2 separate regions of the Zea mays genome follow, and region 2 is linked to region 1. A link is a contact called in public Hi-C data. All regions are on one chromosome and are shown on one strand. Each heading gives the region's core, a stretch centred on a gene start, on an enhancer-like site or on the middle of the called end of the contact. The rest is flanking DNA. Distances are from core to core; before and after follow the strand shown. Region 1 holds the start of LOC100286330. Region 2 holds the start of LOC103651283 (chloride channel protein CLC-e).

Region 1 (7,545 bases), core at 2,623-5,122:
ATGCCTTTGTTCGGTCTCACTGGAATAGTCCGGTGCACCACTAGACCACGCCATGTGTCCTACCACGCTAGCTAGCTGTTGTAGCCAACTACTCAATGCTGAAGTTTTCTTTGGACCGACTAGTCTAGCGTGTCGAAGTGCTTCTGGATCCTTCTGCCAACCTCTCTAGTAAAGTGGTCCGACGAACCACCGGACTGGTCTGGTGCACCAGGCCACAAGATCGCTTCTGTAGAGCTTTCTAGTAAAGTGGTCCAGTGCACCACCGTACTGGTCTGGTGCGCCAGGCCATAGGGAGTCTTTCGCAGACGCTTCTAGAAAGGTGGTTTGGTATACCACCGGATTGGTTCGGTGCACCACTGGACAACTGAACTTTAACTCTTTTATGATTTTCTTCTCCAACTTCGATTGACTAAAACTTGAGAGTATTTCTACGACTTAGACAAACTTATTTAGATCCATCAAGTCTAAGTCATAGTTTTTTCAGTTTTTACTAATCTCCAACATAGGTTCCTTGTTTAGACTCAAACTGGGCTCCAAATGCACCTTTTCTAAAATCTCTCATTCTAAACCTTATAAGGTGCTAAAAAATAATTCTAAGGGTGGTTAGAACTTATCCAAACCTTTGAACTACTCATAGTTCAACTTCTCTAAGATTTGCCCTATTATGCCTTTGTTTGAGCTAAGGGTTGAGTTGGATTCCACAATTTAACACTTATGAACCTACAAGCACATGCTTAGCAAACTAGTTAGATCTCTGGATTTTGTTGGTCATTAATCACCAAAACCAAACTAGAAATGTCATGTAGCACATTTCCCTTTCAGGTGCGCTCGTGCTCCCAGGTGAAGGTCACAGTGCATTCGAGGTGATGAACAACAGATACAATGGGCTTAACAGTGGAGAGGGTAGCTGCCAAGGTAGAGTGACAACAATGTTGTCGAGGTAGTGGTTCGTGAAGCTAGGGTCGAGCTATGCAGGAGTAGGCATGGTTGGTGTAGGGACGAGCGAGCTTGGTGTTAGGAGGACACACACAGATGGCATGAGGAGAGCACCAACAACGATGGATGATGGGGCGGGTACAACCGGGCTAGGCATGAGCATGTTGGCACTGGACACTTGGTGTGGTTATGCCAAACATGGCCGCCGCCATGTGGGCCTAGGCGAGCATGGCCCAAGCGGTCGTAGACCAGGTAGCAGACGCGGGTGGCCGAGCACTGGGCAGTCATGCGCGGACACAGAGGGATTGGGCGTGGCAAGAGGCAGGGGTGGTCAGGCGGTAGCCAACACAAAGGGGGGAGGGGAGGGCACACCAATCATTGGCATGATGGAGGATAGGTCTAGGCCGACGCGGGTGCGGAGCAGGCGTGCTTAGATGTTAGCACGGATGGGGATGGCGATCTATAGTGGAGCACCGGTGGCAAACGGCTACCCACCGGTGGGAGAGGGGTACGACAACCATGAGGAGCAGCCATATGACGTCGCTCAAGGGAGAGAGGCATAGAAGAGGAAGACTAGATTGACTTGATACTATGTTGGGAGAAGAAAACCCTAAACCTAATTGGGGTAGGTTAACCTAATTGGGGTAGGTTTGTGCATATAAATAGAAACAATATATGGGTTGTACCAAGACCCATTACATTAGTAACACACACAATAATATATATCAATGTAGTAATTTTAAAATATATATAATTGGGAAGTTGTCAATATAAAATTTGAAATTAGAAGTCTTTGAAATGTGGTAGTTTGAGAGTACAAATGTGAACGGTCGTAGTTTAAAGTTCATAAAATTGGAGGGTAAAGTTTGAATTATTATTTTTTGTGATATATAAGTGCAAAGTCTTGAATTGTGTTTTATGAAATTTCTGAATCTGGAGAGCGAACTTTCAAATTTTAAAGTTATGAGAGTAGGGTGCATAAACTTTAGAAATTTATTGCTAAAAGTTTCAAACCTTAAGTTTCTAAAGTTTTGAATCATAGTTCTTTGGTTTGGGAGTGATAAAGTTGAAGTGTTGTGAATATAAAATTTATTAGAACATGGTGCCAATATATGTGGTAGCAACCTTGGTATCGAGATCTTTGAAGTTGATCTTGTTGTCACGATCTATGATACTAAGATTCTACAGTGCTATGGTCATGATGGAGTATACTTCAATGGTGCCATGATACCTTGATGTCCTGTCTATATTTATAGATCGACGACCCTATAAATATAATAATACTATAAAATTCTATTTGGATCCTCTAAAACTAATAATTAGCTACTAAAATTAGTTGTAAAGTTTCCAAACACCTCTAGCTAATACCATAGCTAATTGTTAGCTAACTCATAGTTAACAATTAGTTCATTAGTTAGCTAACTATCAGACCTAGAGGTTCCAAACATAACCTAAATAGATATGCAAATACAAGATTTAAAAAAAAAGACAAATAAAAAATGGTTGCACCGAGCCAGGTGGACGGTGTGTTTGTGTTGTTGCCTGTGTATTCCCATCGGTCTAGTGACCTTCTACAAACGTAACCCGACACTAGCTGCGTTCTAAGACTCTCTTCAACAATGAACTTTATACCGTTCTGTAACCTAAATCTGGCAAACACAACCTCCTCTATAGCGTCCAACAGCGAATTGTAAAGCTTCCGCTAAAATAGCGATCGGTACTTGCACACGTTATTCTTGGCGAATCACTGTGCACACGCTATTCGGCCAACCGAGCGCGGCTTCGCCACTAAGACACCGAATTGCGCGCATAGACAGCTACGACGAGGGTGTCGTCGGTAACGGGCGTGACATGTAACTGAAGCTCCCGAACATGGCAAAGATTGGGGCAGACGGTGACGAAGTCGTTGGCAGGCGGCGTGAAGAAGGTTGGATGCGGTAGAGTGAAGGTGCTCGGCCAGGGAGGAGCACTACGAGCACGGAGAAGCTCGGTTGCAGACGTTAATGTGGTTAATTAGGTGTCACGATGACACGATGTAGAGGAGATCGGCTGCGGCACTGCTCTGGTCTTGGTGTGGCCTAACCTGCTCGACGAGAGGCACATGACCTGCTCGACGAGAGGCACATGAACGGAAAAAGGAAAATCCCAACAACCTCAACACCGTCGTTGTAAAAGGTATTTATTAATACAAATAAAAAGTTAATTTAAATTTCTAAAGGTCTTATTTTTTGAGAAAATACAGTTTTGATTTTTTTTAAATATTGAAGAAAAAAGTGTAGAGAATAGATATAGAGGATGAAATTTAGAGTACATTGCCGGAGACGAGGAATATATAAAGAACATAATATTTTAGAATGTGCTGTAAAAGACAATTAATATTATTTTAGAGGATAAAATTTAGAGGACATTGCTCAAGACAGTATAATATACTACGTGCGTTCGTCCTTTCTCTATAAGTTGATTAGACTATTTAAATGACATGGTAAATTTATTAAATTAATTAAGAGTATATTTAATACTCATAATTAATATTTAAATATTTGATAGCATAAGAACTCAACTTAAGTCAATCACAAGGCAAGCAGTCAAGCGCCACGGCGCGGTCGCGCAACCCAACGGCCGCATCACGAGGGGATCGCGTGCACTGACCCTCGCGCCGCGAGCCCCTTCCGCCGCGTCGCCCTTCTCACCTTCTCCTCCGATTTGGGTCCGTCCGACGCGCTGGTCTGCTTGCTCTCGTGCTTTGTCGGTCCCGTCCGTATGGCCGTATCGGTCGCGCCAGCCAGAGGCGGACACCTGGAGAGCCCCTGCCGGTGGCAACGCGTGTCCTCTCAACGTGGCACCCAGCGCTTGCCCATGCAGGACACGTATCCCCCAGCCTCCGCTTTGCAGCTCGAGGGTATAAATGTGAACCAAAGCAGTTCGTTGTCACACTCACACAGACAACAACGAGTTAACGAAAGCCTTTTATCCAAGCTCAGGGAAGGGAAGCTCACAGTTTCGTTGGATCCAATCTTTTATCCAAGCTCAGCGATGGCTTCTCGTCAGCAGCATCCTACTAGCTACCACGCCGGCGAGACCAAGGCCCGTGCCGAGGTGATGAGATGAGACGCGCGCGCACCGCGCTTCCAGCCGCCGTGCCCGCGCGTTGCTCGCTCCGTCGTCCTTTTGCAGTTACCTACTCCACACGATAGAGTGGACACTAACGTTGGCTGCTGCATCGCAGGAGAAGACGGGTCAAGTGATGGGGGCGACGCAGGAGAAAGGGAGGGAGGCCAAGCACAAGGCGTCCGACGCCTCCGACCGCGCCATGGGAATGGGCCACGACGCCATGGAGGCGACCAGGGAGAAGGCGCGCGCCGCCGCGGACCGAACCATGGGGATGGGCCACGACGCCGGGGAGGCGGCCAAGGACAGGGCGTACCGGGCCAAGGACGCGGCCTCCGGTGCCGCTGGCCGCGCCAGGGACACTGCGTCCGACGCGGCCGGCGCTGCCGGGGACCGCGCCCGCGACGGCGCGCAGCAGACCGGGAGCTACGTCGCGCAGACGGCCGAGGCCGCCAGGCAGAAGGCGGCCGGCGCCGCGCTGTACGCCAAGGACACCGTGGTGGCCGGCAAGGACAAGACCGGCGCCCTCCTGCAGCAGGTGAGATGCACGGTGATGCCTAGTCATTGTTAGCTTCTCTCCCGTCTTTGCTACTGCGAAAATGGGTTATTCGATCTCAAAATACATTCGTTCTTCGGCTGTTCAGGCAGGGGAGAAGGTGATGAGCACGGCCGTGGGGGCCAAGGACACGGTTGTCAGCACGGCCGTGGGGGCCAAGGACACGGTTGTCAGCACCGCCGTGGGAGCCAAGGACGCGATGATGAACTCGCTCGGCATGGCCGGCGAGGACAAGGACGGCACCACCACCACCGACGCCGGCAAGGACACCAGCACCCGCAAGCCTGGCAGGGACTATTAGAGGACACGGCAGCCAAACTTCTCAGTGTTTCTGTTCCAGAAGTTTCTGATCCCATCATTTAGGTTCAAAAGTTTCTCATTTCATTTCAAACTTTCAGTGTTTGGTGCATGCTGTAAACTCTCTTCAGGACGGGTCGTTTGACATTTGTGTCGACTGAAGCCTCCGCGCTTTCGACTCAACGATGTATATGTAATAATAAAGTCGCAAAGCTGTTGTTTTATTTTCATCTAGCACTGTGTACGTCCGACTGTCATTCGTCTGCCCTCTGATCCTGTTGGCTTGCCTTGCTGCTTTGCATTTTTGGTGGTACTGCCGTACTGGTACCTGTCAACCTCCTCTTATTTTTACGACGACATGACAAAAGCATGCAAATCGAATGTTCAGTTTTATGCACTTAGGGCTATTGGAAAAAATACAAATCAGAGAAATAGAGTTACCAAAATAACCACGACGCAAATGACTAACCACAGCAGCACACAGATGATTCCAAGACCTGAAGAACAGGTCCGAGATGTAAAGCAGATTTATGTACCGTCTTACCTCTGAAAGAAATCAGAGATCAGATGTTTATCAGCACCGGTGCCTGGTAAAACCTGAAGTTGGTTGGTACCGGTGGCCTTCAACTTAAGCCTAAAACAAGTACTGGTGACTAAACAACTTAAGCTAAAAGTTGACTAAATAATTTAAACTAAAAGTTAAAGATGCCTAAACTTAACCTCAGCATCGGTATCTAAAGCAGCCCCGGTGCCTAAGACTTAGGAAGTGTATTGGGTAGAACGTTACTCGATACCGGTGGCTAAACAACTTAAGTTAAAAAGTTAAACTTAATCGGTACCGGTGGCTAAACTTAATTAGTACCAATGGTTAAACTTAAGCTACTGGCTAAACAACTTAATACCGGTGGCTAAACAACTTAAGCCAAAAGTTAAACTTAACTGATAATCTCGGTGACTAAACTTAATTGCTATATACCCCCTGATTGGGTATATTGTGAGGTTTTTAATGGTCATCAAACATCTGAGTATCTACCCCTATAGTATGTCCCTTAAAAAATTGTTATGGATTGGAGGGTAAAATTAAATCTCTTCGTATTCAATTTATGTCCCTTAAAAAATTGTTATGGATTGGAGGGTAAAATTAAATCTCTTCGTATTCAAAATTGAATACGACCTTCAATCCATAACAAACCGAACTTGGTCTTAACGGGTAATCTCCTCTTTTTAGTGGTTCTATTTGCTACAGTTGACTTAAGCGGTGTTTGAATGCACTAGAGATAATAGTTAATCGCTAAAATTAGCTGAAGACATTCAAACACCTTAGCTAATAGTTCAGCTATTAGCTATTTTTAGTAAATTAGCTACTAGTTAGTTAACTATTTATTAGCTAGCTAATTCTACTAGTATATTTTTAGCTAACTTACTATTAGCTCTAGTACATTTAAACACCCCCTGAGGTGAAGCTATTGAATATTACATTGGGGGTGTTTAAATGTACTAGAGCTAATAGTTAGTTGGCTAAAAACTGTTAGTGGAATTAGCTAGCTAACAAATAGTTACTAAAAGTAGCTAATAGTTGAACTATTAATTAGGGCGTTTATATGTCTTCAACTAGTTGTAATCACAAACTATTAGCTCTATTGTATTCAAATACCCCTTTAGTAACATTGCACTATTTACAACTTCGGAAGTTAAAAAATAAAATTTAGAGTTACACTTAAGCAATTTGTAAAAATATAAAGTATTGCTTGCATAAATTAAAATTTAAAGTTGGCCAAAAAGTCATACATCTGAGTATCTCTTTCTTCATTCCAAATTTCTAAATCATCATTGTACCAATAAAAGAAACTTTTATCATAAATATGGAACAAATATATTCAACTTTGGTCAAAATATAAATATACCATAAATACTTATAATTCTTGCATATCCGAATAATAATTCACATTGGCTTTAAATTAAATAGAATAAATGCATGAATAAATTTCAAAATCATGCAATAGAAAAATAGTACATAAACATTTCTAATTTTTTTCTATATCCTTAAAAAAATTTATCCATTCTTTTCCCTTTTCATTTCTCTTAATCCCCTTCTCTTTTATTTTGCATATTTGAAGAAATTAAATTTTGAGAAAAAAACTTAATCAAATTTGACACTCTGTCTACTTTTGGCATGCAACTATGCGAATTACTATACACTTTCAGTCTATTACTGTGCATCCCTCAAGTTACTACATAGTCATGTGTCTGCGCCTGGGCTGTAACCTAGGCCTAAGCCGCTTATCTGACCCAAGCTGGAGTCGCAACCGCACCCACCTCGTCTTGAGTCATCAGATCTAGTACGACGGTTTTCAATCGATGCGCGAGGTATAAAAAACTAAAATTTCACCACGCTCGGGGAACCCTAGCTCATTTTCACTCTGCTTGGCCACGAACTCTTTTCTCCCTCCTCTAGCACCAGTGAAGGCCAAGAGTGTCATGTCCTGGCGGCTGGCGCCACACCTGTGAACTCCCGCTAACACATGCCCTCCCCTCTATGTGAACACACCATTATCGAGGGGCCTCGTGGTGATGTTGTGGTAGCGCCTGTGTCCCACGAATCAATGTCCAACAATGGTCTTCATTGAGCTCGTCGTCGGTGACAAAAT
Region 2 (7,372 bases), core at 2,808-5,307, 310 kb after region 1:
ACTCCAAAATCAATCAAATGATTGAAAAAACACTGATATTCTCACATTTTACCTCAGCTTGTGATCTGGTAGTTTTTGCAGCTTTGCAAAAATCTTGGATATTCTTTAGTGCCAGCAAGCCTCTTGCAGATGTGTTATTCTCAGTTATCATAACAAAGGGCTGCTTCTCGGCAAGCATAAGATCTAGTGCCTCAATTAATGGGGTTGTCATTGAGACAGAGAAGTAGTTAGTTTTCATGGCCTCACCAACAGTAAGATTTTTGAACATATTGCTGTCGTTGGCATCATAGACACAAAGGGAGCTTTCAATTTTATATAATTCTAACGACAAATCAGCTGCATCCATGGAAGTGGCCTCTTTGTTTTCAGTGAGCATGTCGTTTGCTTGCTGAGGAATACTCGATTTATCCTCCCAAGAATCCAGCTTACTCCTAATTCTTTTAGAGAACCTTTGAGGAGAAGCAATCCAGGATGATAACCCAACAGCCCCGAGCAAAGGTAGAACTATACGATAGTCTTGTGTAAGCTCAAAAAGTAGTAGGACAGATGTCAGAGGCACCTTGCATACACCGGCGAGGGTAGCTGCCATACCTACCTGTGAGGATTAATAAAAAAGGAAGAAACAAGCAGAGATCAGAGGATTAAACAAAAAGGAAGAAAACATAAGCAGAGATCACACTGCTTAATATTGCCGTCCAAGATTATAATGTGTAAGTTTCATTGGCAATAAGTTGTGACAGGGAGTAGAAAGCTAGTTAACACTACATAGGTACCTGTACGTTGCAAGGGAAATCTAGTAAGCCCCAATAAACAATTTTAAATTCTTGTTATCTTCACAATCATTTATTTTTTATTGAAAAAAGCAAATAGGTCATTAAGCTAATAGCAATTATCTGGTGACTTTTTTAGAATAAATAGTTAATAGCAGGTGGTATTGTGAGCAAATATATCGAGCTATACAGGTCACATCACAAGCTAATGGTATGGCAGGATTTTAAAGAGGTGGAAGCAAGATAATAACAATCTTGAACAGAGGACAACTGCATAAATATTACCATACTGTAAAATGATGGATATAGAGGGATTTGAGAATACGAAAATGCAGATGAAAAAGCTGAATTTGGTAGACATGTTACCAGGCCATATGCTTGAGGTGATGCCACATCTAAGAATGGGACATGCAGCAATGGTTCAGGGCCAGTAAATGTAAACTTCATGAATTTGCCATATGCCATCCCTGTAGCTGCACCAATAAAAAGAGATGGTGCATAATAACCACCAACCAATCCAGAAGCCCTGCACAAAGATGTTGCTAATATTTTCACTCCAATAAGCTGAACCAATATGGTCGTTGAGAGGCCGCTTGTAAATGGCCGTGATTCCAGCAAGATATCAACATTTTCAAAGCCCCAGTACAATACTTCAGGGTACAAAAGTGCAAGGAGACCAACAATGAGGCCACCTAAAGCCGGAGATGCAGCCTTCGGTAACCCTGTTGTCCTTTGTAAACTTTCAACTGCCTTCATAGCAAGTGATGTACATCTTGATAATGCAATTGACACCAACCCGCAGAAGACACCCAGCAAAAGGTATAGAGGAAGTTCTGACAGTTATGAAGTCATGTAAATATCCTCATACTTTCAATCTCTGGAGCATGAGAAACAAAATGTTGAAAGAGGATATCATTAAACAAACACCATAACTATCCTACCATCAAGAGGATTGTAAAGGCATGCTTTGACTGTATCAGGCAAAAGATGGTACCACAGCTTATTATTTACGTAGTAGTGCCGTGATGGTGTAATATGTATTTGAACGACTTTTCTGTAAATTTGTATGGACAGAAAGAAAAATTTGTATGCTCTCAAAGACAATATACACCACCTCCAATTCCTCAGCTAACTTATCAGGACAATGGACAAAAGCATGTGCACTTTGAAACAAATTAATGCAAAGTTGCAAACATCATCTAACTTACAGCAATATTATATGTGTCGTATTTCATCACTAAAAGTTGTGTGTAAGTGGACCAACAGTACAAGGAATTTCATAAAGTACCTGTTGGGGAGCGAAAATCATATTCCGGAACAGTGAAAGCGGGATCAGAACCTAGACCAATCTCTGAAACAACAGATGCTATCACTGAACTGAGTATCACCATAGGTGTCGAGTTGGCAAGGGATGAGGAATCCGCAGAAGGCCACAAAACAGATTCCACAGCAAAAAAACACCCAGCAACAGCAGCATTAAAACCTAAATACAAGGCAATAACATAGAATATAAGTAAAATGAAATCAGAAAGAAGGCAGAAAACTGCATAGACATGTTGAGTTATTGAGAATTTCAAGTATCCATGGAAGGCAAATCGAATGCAAGCTAATGGGTTAGTGTCCCATATGCCATGTATTACATCATGTATAACTATCAGCACATCAATCTATTCAACAAGGTGATTAAAAGAATTATCATACAGCAGCATTGTGATGAGAAATTATAGGGGTAACAATCGACAATAGCCATAGGTAAGGCGATGAAATGATGATGCCATGATGTTCTGTTGGTGTTGGGGGCAATCATTTGACATTGACATGAAAATAATTCAGAAACCATTCTGAGCATGTTGAACTTTTCTAGAACACAGCATGCTGAACTTAATAACGACAAGCATCAAAACTCTAATTAGTCAAATTTACCAGATGAAAGCCCAGCTGCTGACCCAGCTGCCACAAGAGACAGCCTTTTCCCACCGTCCCACTCAAATACATCACCAAATCCTTTGGCTATTGCAGAACCAATTTCCACACTGGGACCCTCAGGACCCAGTGAATTGCCAGTTCCAAGAGTGAAAGATGCTGCCACAGCTTTCAAGAATGGTCTAAATGCACTCTTTATCTTGGACACAGGGGCATCTGAGTTAGTTTCTATCTGACTTCTTAGAGCGTTCAATCCACCCACTATAACACCTCCACTGACCGGAACAAATATCACTCTCTGCCAGACTTCACCAATCGGTTCTTCCCTCAGCCATGAAGCGCCTCGCAAAGGAATACCGTCCCAAAATACGTCACGTATTTCATGAACCTATGTCAAGAAATATGGGCATCTTAAATCACAGTATGTAATAATATGATGTACTTTAAACGGACAGCACATGATTTAAGCAATGCATTTTCACTCTTCAGTGCTAAAAATGGACCCAATATGTTACAGATTTCCGAGTGTGTCATATAAAGGTGACACAGGCAATGAGGCAACTTCAAGTCCAAACCCGCTGTTCATTTGAAGCCTGTGAATTAGTATAAACAACTAAACAAGGCGGAACTAAGGTGATCCTACAACCTGTAAGGTTGGAGGACAATTGATAAAGCATGTAACCTTCTAGGTGGGAACTAATGCTAAATCCGAGGACTTGTCAGAATGTAATGTGACTGGATAGCATAGCAAACTGATTGAGCAATGCTGAATGTCAAAATTAAGACCAAACCCGCTGTTCAGTTGCCTTCAACCAATTCGCCTCTGAAGTTCAACCGTACTACGGCCTCTGTTTGACACCGGGGATGAAACCATGAGACCAGAGTCGAGCTCGCGAGGTGGCTACCGTACCGAGAGGTTGAAGAGCACGATGGAGACGCCGGTGAGGAGGCCCACGAGGCAGGCGGCGAGCGTGACGAGGTCGCGGCCAGCCACTGGCTCCTCCGGGGCCTCCTCCACCTCCTCGTCTCCGCGCGCGGCCTCGCTCTCCTCCTCCGTCACCGCTCGTCGAACGACCCGAAGGCGCGCGCTCCCGCCGCGCCGTGACGACAGCTCCAGAGAGCGGCCGCCCGCGCGGCGCAGGCGGAGGAGAGTGGGCGCGGAGTGGGGCGAGGCGAGGAGGATGAGCGAGGACAAGGAGGGGGCTGCGAATGCCGCCATGGGGGGCTCTGATCGTTCACCGGCTATCTCAGCCTCATCTCGTAAATCGTGAATTGCGCGCTGAGCCACTGGCTCACGAAGGCAAAGGGTGAAGGGGGGGAGAGAAACGGCACGCCGGCAAGCGAACGAACTACTCCGAGTTGCTGACTTGCTGTACCGTCGCTCGGCGGAGGCCGGAGGGAGCCGTTTTTTTCTTTTTCTCGCTCGTTTTTTGCGTGGCCGTGAACCCGCGACGCGTCCCGTTTTATCCTCGGAGCCTGCCTCGCTTTCTCTCTCCTCTGCCGCACAAGCATGCTGCTAAACTAAGATGGGCCCTGGACGTTGGCGATGCTAGCCTGCTGATCCGTTGGGCCTGGCCCTGGACGTTGGCGATGCTAGGCTGCTGCCAGCTGACGCTCTATCTTGGGAACTCTCACTCCTACATTGGTCTTGCTCGCAACCTTCATAAACCCAAAAAGTTCACCATTTCTAGAATCATTTTTTTCAACATAGTTTTGTTTGGATCTGGCCATGATAGTGTCGAGGACGAGCTGCCCCAAGTCAACATCGGCGGTCAAGACCAAAAACTGACCGCAGCAAACGTTCACTCCGATGACACACTGCGTTGCCCATCCTCATTTCCGTCGCCCGGAACCAGGCATCTACCAACCGTACAAAATAACAAAGCTGGTAGTGACACGCGGACAAGGGAGGTAACGCTCTTAAATTATATGCTTGTACGTAGCATACAAGCTGCGTGCCTACAAATAAAACTCATAGGCGACCACACCGGCGCGTACGTGCACAGCATGGCGCATCAACATCACCACCAGCACAATGGCCGGCACGGCGGCGGTCACCGCCTGGAGACGGTGATCGACATGGCGCAGCAGCAGCCGGAGAAGCCAGCAGGCGTGGGGCGGTTCGGCTTCACGGGCGGTCTGGAGTTCACCGGCCTCACGTACACGGTCGTGAAGAAGCAGCGCGGCGCCGGCGGGGAGTGGGAGAAGAAGGACGTGGACCTGCTGCACGAGATCACCGGGTACGCTCCCAAGGGGTGCGTCACGGCCGTCATGGGCCCCAGCGGCGCCGGCAAGTCCACGTTCCTGGACGCGCTCGCCGGGCGCATCGCCAGCCTCGACGGCCGCGTGGCGCTGGACGGCGTCGAGATGAGCCCCAGCCTCATCAAGCGCTCATCGGCCTACGTCATGCAGGACGACCGCCTGTTCCCCATGCTCACCGTCTACGAGACGCTCATGTTCGCCGCCGACTTCCGGCTCGGTTCCTCCGTCTCCGCCTCTGACAAGAAGCTCCGCGTCGAGAACCTCATCGAGCAGCTCGGCCTCACCGTACGATATTTTTTTTTTGTAGTATTATTAACCGCACCCACACACACTGCAACTGTTGCATTACTCTTCTGCTTCAAAACAGAACACACTGAGACACCTATATATCATGCATGCAGTCCTCGAGAAACACGTACATCGGAGATGAGGGCACGAGGGGGGTGTCCGGCGGCGAGCGCCGGCGCGTCTCGATCGGCGTGGACATCATCCACGGGCCGGCGCTTCTGTTCCTGGACGAGCCGACGTCGGGGCTGGACTCGACGAGCGCGCACAGCGTGATCGAGAAGGTGCACGACATCGCGTGCGCCGGTAGCACCGTGGTGCTCACCATCCACCAGCCGTCCTCGCGCATCCTGCTGCTGCTGGACCACCTCATCATCCTGGCGCGCGGGCAGCTCATGTACAGCGGTGGGCCCAAGGAGGTGACCGCGCACCTTGGCCGCATGGGGCGCAAGGTGCCCAAGGGGGAGAGCTCCATCGAGCACCTCCTGGACGTCATCCAGGAGTACGAGCAGTCGGAGTTCGGCGTGAAGGCGCTGGCCGAGTTCTGCCTCACCGGCCTGAAGCCGCCCAAGCTCACCGCCACCTACGGGGCCGAGGGGCTGTCCACCGTGTCCAGCATCGTCCAGACGCCAATCTCGGGTCCCGGCGGCGGCGACGACGACGACTTCGATCGCAGCCTGAGGAGCCAGCACTCCAAGTCTCCGTGGAGCGGCGTGCGCCTGACGCCGTCCCGGCGCCCCAGGCACAAGGACCAGCAACACGGGAGGCCAGGCCCCGGCCCCGGCCCCGGCAACCACAGGTACACGCCGGACATCGTGATGGGAACGCCGACGCCGCTGAGCAGCGCGTACACGGTGAACGAGGACGACTACCTGACGCCGACGCACCGCGCGGCCCCGAACGCGACGGGCGCCCCCGGGGTGGGCGTCAACGCGCTGGGGCACAGGGGCAAGTTCGCCAACTCGTACGTCGGGGAGGTGTGGGTGCTGATGCGGCGCAACTTCACCAACATCTGGCGCACGCCGGAGCTGTTCCTGTCGCGGCTGATGGTGCTGACGGTGATGGGGTTCCTGATGGCCACCATGTTCACCAAGCCCAAGGACAACGCGCAGGGCATCACCAACCGCCTCAGCTTCTTCATCTTCACCGTCTGCGTCTTCTTCTTCTCCTCCAACGACGCCGTGCCGGCCTTCATCCAGGAGCGCTTCATCTTCATCAGGGAGACGTCGCACAACGCGTACCGCGCCTCCGCCTACGTCGTCGCGGGGCTCATCACCTACCTCCCCTTCCTCCTGCTCCAGTCGGCCACCTACGCCGCCATCGTCTGGTTCGCGCTCAAGCTCCACGGCCAGTTCCTCTACTTCCTCGTCATGCTCTACGCGTCGCTGCTGTCCACCAACTCCTTCGTCGTCTTCATCAGCTCCGTCGTGCCAAACTTCATCCTTGGGTAAGTTGTCCACCTGGTTCGATTCCCCACTTTCTTATTGGGTCACAAACTTAAAAAAAAAACCAGAACTGTTTCTTGTTCTGATAGTCTTAGGCCCGTAGCCCAATCCATATAAAAAGGAGGAATGCCTACTCATCACAGGACTGAATGGGCCGGTCTGAATCTAATAGAGCCCCCATGCCTTTCCTAAACACCGGCCCAAACATGTGTTTCTGAATTCTGATCTGTGAATGCGACGACCGACGATGCAGCTACGCTGCGGTGATCGCGTTCACGGCGCTCTTCTTCCTCTTCTGCGGCTACTTCCTGGACAGCCACAGCATCCCGGTGGCGTGGAAGTGGATGAACACCGTCTCGACGATGAAGTACCCGTACGAGGGCCTGCTGATGAACGAGTTCGACGGGGACCGGGTGTTCGCCTCGGACCCCGCCGTCGGGCTGACCCTGACCGGCAACAACATCCTGCAGCAGCTGGGCATCAGCGTGGAGGAGGACCGCAAGTGGTGGATGGTGCTCTACCTCCTCGGCTGGGCCGTCTTCTACCGCGTCCTCTTCTACCTCGTCCTCCGCTTCGCCTCCAAGAACAAGAGGAAGTAGCGTGTGTCTTCGTTAATTAATTAATTGTTGTTTCAGCCCTCGATTGGTGCGTATGGTATGTGTAGGGCCTGGATGTACGAGGAGAGAA

Evidence for each region. A called contact is a pair of places that touch in the nucleus more often than the background predicts.
Region 2: a contact with region 1 is called in a Hi-C map of leaf, with 7 times the contacts expected there. The contact joins the promoter of LOC103651283 here to the promoter of LOC100286330 in region 1. A contact is called at or near these places in 3 of 25 Hi-C or Micro-C datasets (leaf and root tip) and 1 of 3 datasets of contacts at active chromatin or transcription factors (leaf).

The regions. Positions count from the first base shown.
Region 1 is chr3:210,028,677-210,036,221 of Zm-B73-REFERENCE-NAM-5.0, forward strand. It overlaps LOC100286330, which reads left to right and starts at 3,873. Exons shown (of 3, transcript NM_001159217.1): 1 at 3,873-4,032; 2 at 4,163-4,582; 3 at 4,689-5,127. The coding sequence starts at 3,970. The coding sequence ends at 4,901. LOC109944885 (a long non-coding RNA gene) reads left to right here and starts at 7,196. Exons shown (of 5, transcript XR_004857359.1): 1 at 7,196-7,545.
Region 2 is chr3:210,340,895-210,348,266 of Zm-B73-REFERENCE-NAM-5.0, forward strand. It overlaps LOC103651283 (chloride channel protein CLC-e), which reads right to left and starts at 4,058. Exons shown (of 8, transcript XR_002268197.2): 1 at 3,604-4,058; 2 at 2,694-3,081; 3 at 2,059-2,253; 4 at 1,137-1,603; 5 at 53-595. LOC103652525 (ABC transporter G family member STR2) reads left to right here and starts at 4,711. Exons shown (of 3, transcript XM_008678085.2): 1 at 4,711-5,240; 2 at 5,357-6,687; 3 at 6,939-7,372. The coding sequence starts at 4,773. The coding sequence ends at 7,284.